Linked DNA regions of Mus musculus: region 1 is linked to region 2. Evidence: chromatin contacts called from public promoter capture Hi-C data. All regions are on one chromosome and are shown on one strand. Each heading gives the region's core, a stretch centred on a gene start, on an enhancer-like site or on the middle of the called end of the contact. The rest is flanking DNA. Distances are from core to core; before and after follow the strand shown. Region 1 overlaps Gm35837 (a long non-coding RNA gene). Region 2 overlaps Col18a1 (collagen, type XVIII, alpha 1).

What was found. Capture Hi-C pulls out chosen DNA fragments and counts their contacts.
Region 1: a contact with region 2 is called in a promoter capture Hi-C map of adipose tissue. The contact joins two enhancer-like sites. A contact is called at or near these places in 3 of 15 datasets of contacts at CTCF or cohesin (CD8 T cells and the NIH/3T3 cell line), 4 of 484 Hi-C or Micro-C datasets (the C2C12 cell line, epiblasts, muscle stem cells and 1 more), 2 of 115 datasets of contacts at active chromatin or transcription factors (both in embryonic stem cells) and 3 of 9 other capture datasets (adipose tissue, embryonic stem cells and pancreatic islet).

Annotation. Positions count from the first base shown.
Region 1 is chr10:77,219,952-77,223,217 of GRCm38.p6, forward strand. The region is part of intron 1 of Gm35837 (a long non-coding RNA gene); the gene reads left to right. Among named protein-coding and RNA genes, the nearest start is that of Gm40704, 11 kb to the left of the region's middle. Within about 2 kb of position 1,415, at least 51 of the 459 cell types and tissues checked have an H3K27ac peak or open chromatin away from gene starts, as enhancers often do. A contact at or near this core is called in adipose tissue, where this site is marked.
Region 2 is chr10:77,088,151-77,091,493 of GRCm38.p6, forward strand. It overlaps Col18a1 (collagen, type XVIII, alpha 1), which reads right to left. Exons shown (of 42, transcript NM_009929.3): 4 at 720-806. Among named protein-coding and RNA genes, the nearest start is that of Slc19a1, 57 kb to the left of the region's middle. Within about 2 kb of position 1,406, at least 100 of the 459 cell types and tissues checked have an H3K27ac peak or open chromatin away from gene starts, as enhancers often do. A contact at or near this core is called in adipose tissue, where this site is marked.

The DNA.
Region 1 (3,266 bases), core at 165-2,664, 130 kb after region 2:
CAGGCGTGAGAGATTTATTTTATTTTATTTTTATGTGTATAGGCATCTTGCCTGCATGCATATATATGCGCATCACGCACATGCCTGGTGCCATGGATTATTTGGAACCAGAGCTACAGACAGTTGTGAGCCACCAATTGGGTGCTGGGAATTGAACCTGGATCCTCTAGAAGAGCAGCCAGTGAGGCTTCCAACCGCTGACCCTTTTCTTCAGTCCATCTTAAAGGGTAGTTCTGGAGATTTTTCTCCCCTCTCCAGAGAGTGTCTACAGGGAAGGCTGGTGCTGATGCAGCCAGTGAGGCTGTGCCACAGGCAGGCCACCGTCCCTTGGCAATGCCCAGAATCCCACTAGATCCCCTAGGTCCCCTTGATCAAGCTTCTTCCCCAGCCTGGGGAGACACCAGAGAGCCCTCGGTGGAGGGCAGTGAATCACAAGTTAGCCCTTCCCTAGGTGCGCAGAGCAAAGCACCTGCCCTCTGCAGAGACGCCTGGCAGGATGAAGAACATTCATTCTCCGTGAACTATGTTCTCCTGTGCTGATACGATTCGATCAGAAAGAGAATCTATGTAGAAGGCTATGCCCAGGATACCACAGAGGAAGACATCTCAATAGTATAGACACTTTCACTTAGGAAAGTTGGCACACTTGTAAAATGTGGCATATCCAACAGAATAAGAATTTTTTTTTTAATTGTTTCAGCCACGAGTGGTGGCACACACATTTAATCCCAGCACTCGGGAGGCAGATGCTGGCGGATTTCTGAGTTCGGGGCCAGCCTGGTCTACAGAATGAGTTCCAGGACAGCCAGGGCTACACATACAGAGAAACCCTGTCTTGAAAAACAACAAAAAACAACAACAATAAAAAATTGTTTCTTTGAAGACAGGGTCTCATGTAGCCCAGGCTAGCCTCAAACTCCCTGAGTAGCTAAGGATGGCCTTGGATTTCTTAGCCTCCTTCCTCCACCTCTCAAGGGATGGGACTAAAAATCTTCAAGGATAACTAGGCAAGGCTTTCTTCCTTACAAGGAGAGCAGAAACATTCCCCTTCCTCTCTCTTTCTCTCCCCACACCCCCTCCCCATCCTGTGACCGGAACAGGTATGGAGGGTAGGACAGAGGGCCACCTGGTCCCACCTGTCAAGCCTCCGCACAACTCCAGTTCCTTCCCACGAAGCTTGTCTTACTTCTCAAAGGGAGCAGGCAAGGCTGTCTGACACCTCTGTTTGAAAGATGCCTGGCAGAAATGAGCGAGTGAGTGTGCAAACTCGAATGTACAGGAAAAGCACAGACAACCTCCCTCACCTCCCTCACGTTCCCCGTGAACTCCAGTCCATAGCGCCAGCGAATGGTGTTCTGAGTCAAAGGTTCCATTAGGGTGTCAGCTTCCACCCAGAGGAGGAAGTTCTGGACGACGTGTCTGTAAACTCAGATAAGATAGGGTTGGACAGGCTGCTCTGTGGACGAATGCCTGGAGATTGAACAGTGGCTGCTTGTGAAAACGCTTCCTTCCAAGGCTAATATTTTCAGAAAGGAAAAAATATATATAACAAAGGTTATGACTGTTACATTTTAAATCTTGACGAGGCCCTGTTTGATCATTAACCTGCTAAACAGGACCACACTACTGGTCACAAGTCATTAGACATTTGTCCAGCCCCACAGAGTGTGGGACAGGGGGCAAATCTGAAGGTATTCCACGGGGAATAACAGATCCATTAAGAAGAATAGATCCGTATCCGCTTGGTGCTGTGCCTTCTATGGATGGGTGGGATGATGAAATGGGTAATCATTGGCATGGAATGAGTTTCTATAAACCTGAAACTGCCCTTTAAAAGAAAACCTACTAACTTAAAAAAAAAAAAAAGGCAGAGAACTCCATCCACAGTCGCCTTCTTCAATAAACCTTACAGGTTTCTCCTTAAACAACGTCAGTCACCTTGAAGATTCCCATGCACAGTTTTGGGAGGGCTGGTGCTTCCGGTGTTCTCTGGGTGGCTGCTGTGTTTCTGGGTGCTACTGAGCATCACATAAGAAAGCATACAGGAGGCTTTCTTCTGAACAACCTGCTTCTCTTCGGTTGGCCATGGCAGTTGCTGTAAAGACCCCTTCTACAGCTCTTTACTTGAAAATTGCTTGCTTTGGGGCTGGAGAGATGGCTCAGTGGGTAAGAGCACTGACTGCTCTTCCAGAGGTCCTGAGTTCAAATCCCAGCAGCCACATGGTGGCTCACAACCATCTGTAATGGGATCTGATGCCCTCTTCTGGTGTGTCTGAAGATAGCTACAGTGTACTCACATAAATGAAATAAAAGAAGTCTTAAAAAGAAAAGAAAATTGCTTGCTTTAACCTGCACTTTTAAAAGAGGATATCCCTAATGATATTAACTTGAAAAAAATCCCATTATATTCTTATTGGATCTCATAGCAGCACAGATGTTCTCTAAGTCCTTTGTAGTTGTAACCAAAACAGTAGCCCGGCAGTGGTGGCACACACCTTTAATCCCAGCACTTGGGAGGCAGAGGCAGGCAGATTTCTGAGTTCGAGGCCAGCCTGGTCTACAGAATGAGTTCCAGGACAGCCAGGGCTACACAGAAAAAAACCTGTCTCAAAACAAAAACAAAAACAAACAAACAAAAAAGACCATAACAGTAAGGAAGAAAAGCCTGTCCAGTTTAAAGTCTGAAGTTCAAAACCACCCTCCTCACTGCTGCAGGTCACGGTGCTGATAAAAGCAACTTAAGGGGTGAAGAATTGATTTTGACTTATAGTCTGAGTTGATCTTGGAGAGAAAGTCACAGCAACAGGAGGCAGGTCAGCTGGTCTCATAACATCCATAGTTTAAAAGAAATGTAGTGAATGTACGTGTTCAACCTGCTTTCTCCATTTTATAGTCTAGAATCCCTGCCCAGTCGATTGTGCTGCTCACAGTGAATGGGTCTTCCTGATAGAATTAACCTAATCAAGACAATCCCCAACAGGCATACCCAGAAACCCTCTCTCCGGCGATTCTGTATGTCACCAAGTTGTCTTGTTAAGGGTAACCACCACGCCAGGTACCTCAGACACTCCTGAGAAATCATTGTCTTTGGACACAGAGCTTCTCAGGGGCTCACCCTGCCAGACACAGCGAGGAGTCTCGGTCCCCCCAACAGATGGCAAACGGATGCCCAAGTGCCCACAGGAAAGCAACTGTGGCTCGGACATCTCACCAGATTCCTTGGACAGCTGGGAGGCGGCCTGTGGCTTCCACCTCACTGCCTAGCA
Region 2 (3,343 bases), core at 156-2,655:
CTGGGACATCCCCCTCCTCCCCAAAAAAATATCCCATCCTCTGGCAACAGATGGGTGGTTTCCTTGAATGTCACCATATTATGTGCATGCACACACAGAAAACAGAGGCACCCAGAGACACAGTACATCCAGACCACAGTGTGCATGCACCCCACACGTACAAGAGACACACAGCATACAGAAAACGAACACACCAGCATCACACAAGAGAGAGAGACACACACACACACAGCACACTTAACAAAAGATACTCTGCACACGGAGATAACACACAGCAATATAAATAACAGCAGACACACACAAAAAAGACATATATACATAGCACACAACCAACAGACAAAACCACATAGACAAAGAGAGAGCATGGACACCATACAACAGACACACATAGAACATCAAGAGACACACACAACGCACAACAGGCAGACATAATTCCCCCTCCCATAAACACACATCAGACAAAACCAAGTGCACACATGCACTTTCTACGGGGAGATCCCCCATCATACTGTGTCACTGGGTGAGGGGGTGTCGGTCTCTGACATTTACAATTCCCAGGTTTCTGAGATGGGAAAGTTAAGGCAGGGGAAGGTCTCTGGAGACGTGGGTTCCTGACACCCCACTGGCATCTTCTGGCTTTCCCCAGTATTATTGCTTGAGAAGCCTTGCTCACAGTGGGGAGACCCACCACCACCACCACCACCACCACAGACACTCACCCGGTCTTCATCATCATCTTCTTCATCCAGACAGTGCACAGGGCTCACCCGGGGGGTTTTGCGTACCTTCAGCTCTGAGATCATCCCCTAGACAGAGGCAGAAGATCACTAATTTGAAACTGAAATGTCCCTCAAGGGATTGGGTGTTTGGCCCCTGGACTGCCAGTTGGTAGCCCTGTTTTGGAAGGTTGTGGAGCCTTTAAGAGGTGGAGCCTCACTGAAGGAACTGGGTTCCTGACAAACTGTTTTGATATCCCCATTCTCTCTCCACCCCCCACCCCCCACCCCAACAGGGTTTCTCTCTGTAGCCCTGGCTGTCCTGGAACTCACTCTGTAGACCAGGCTGGCCTCAAACTCAGAAATCCGCCTGCTTTTGCCTCCCAAGTGCTGGGATTAAAGGTGTGCGCCACCAATGCCCGCCCTGTCTTGACATTTTAAAGTCTTCCCCTACTTCCTGTCCCCTCTGCTTCAGGACTGCAAAGTGACCAGCTGCCTCATGTCTCCACCAAGCTTTCCCTCTTCAGCCCTGGCTATCTCCTCTCAAACTGCAAGGCAAAATAAACGCTGGTCTCCCTCTCAGAAGAGATTTCTGGTCAGATATCTGGTCACAAAAACAGGGAGAGAAGCTAAGACCCTGCGGCTCCGGAGGCGGAGCTCACATAGAGCCTCTGACTCATGCTGGCCCCTAGCCTAGCCTGACTTTACCAGGGAATCTCCCTTTTGTCAGCAAGACTAAGGAGCAGGGTCTCAACTGGCTTTCAAGTTGTGGCAGCTTCTGAGCCATGCTGAGGGAGGTCACGAGGATCAGGGACACTGCGAGACAAACACGGCCCCTCACCTCGCCCTTGGTGTCTGGATTGCTGGCTGTTGGGCAAGCTCTGTGGCGTCGGTCTGACGGCACCTTGAATGCTGGAGTTTAGGCACACTTTCTGTGTTTGCATTTTTGCATTAATTGTATTCTGCTACGCTCACTAATTTCAGTTTACTAAGGAGAGACGGCGCTTCCTCAATTCCAAAATGACTTGATCAAAGAGAGGCCCCAGTGGAGGTGCCTCTGGGTTTCCAGTCTGCTTGTGTGAACAATACCTTACGGACAGTAAGGGAGGACGTGGCAGTCCTAATGAAACTGAAATCTGAATCTCATACCAATTTTTCACACATTGCAAAATAACTTTTGGATTATTCCAGCCATTTGAAAAATGTAGCCATCATTCTAGCTCGGAAGCCTTTGCTATAGGCGGCAGGTGATGGCTAGCCCATGCTTGCTGACAGGTCTGGTGTCCCAAATTCAAATGCTTTCTGATCCTCAGTCATACCTCCCCGTTCCCAAGGACCATGTGACAACTAACAGTCCCACCTCCGTACCCCAGCTGGGTCCTGGCCTATGCCTCCCCTATCTCTCCTTATCTCACTGTTCAGCTCTGTCTGGCTTTTCTGGGAAATTTTCCCCAACACCACACACGGGATGAAAGCTACTCTGGGCTAGGTCTGTCCCATACTCCCTGTTCCACAACTCTTCCCAGTATTGAGGACAGCAAAGTCTCTTGTGTGTGTGCACATGTGTGCCTTCATAACAATCACACATGTAAAACTTATGTATACATACCACAGTGAACACACCCATGTATATACACAGTCTGGCTTACTTATGGTAGGTTAAGGAGCTAGATGACTATGCACCCAGGTAAGGGAGAGGGAGGTGGGCTTCAGGAGAACCAAGCATCTCACAAACCCTCTGACTTGGTCATTTCCAGCCAGAGCAAGGCCTTCTTCACGGGCCATGAGCAAGCATATACACAAGGGATCTGGCCTACTGGGCAATCCCCAGAATGTGGGAGGGTGGTGGCACCACAGTTCAGTGTCCTCAGCACCTGAGAAGGTGCAGAAGAATCTCTACAAACCCCTCAGGCCAACAGAACCCATGTCAGGAAACCCAGGCCCTGGGTCATGGGAGAGGAGTCTCTGGGGCGGAGCAGCAGAAAGAAAGCCCTGGCCTGTGTCAACCCCATGGGCCTCAGTGGGACACAGAAACAAGGCTTGACCCTTCAGGACCAACCCTGTGATAGTGGGGACTCTGTGATGCTATCCCATATCTGAGGTGCAGGAGGCCTCTAGGTCGGGAAAAACAGAAAAGGTATTTGTACTCCTGAAAAGATTAGAGGGACAGTATTGGACCAGCAGATGAAGAATAAACCGGCTGTATCTAGTACAAGGGGATTCTGGGATATCTAACCAGCCAGTACCAGGAAAGCATGTAAGTCCCTACTATTGTATGAGAAGGAGCATCTGAGTGTGTGTGCGTGTGCCTGCATGCGTGTATGCGTGCATGCGTGCGTGCGTGTGTGAGCATGAGTAGCACCCATGCCCAGGGAGCCCAGCACTGCTCCGGTCAGGCACAGGTCCAGTATTCAGAGAGCAAGGATTTGCAGGTATGGAGATCATATTTCCTGCCAGGCAGCATCCCAAGTCAACAGAGCATCTGGGAAGAGAATGGATATCCCAAGAAGTCCACTCAGAGCTGTCACAGCAGATACCATGGTAACCGTTAGAGCAGCCAGGATCAGGAGGAACTGGGTTTAAATACTAGAAAACTGCTTCCTGGGGGCAATTCTGGCACCAGGAGC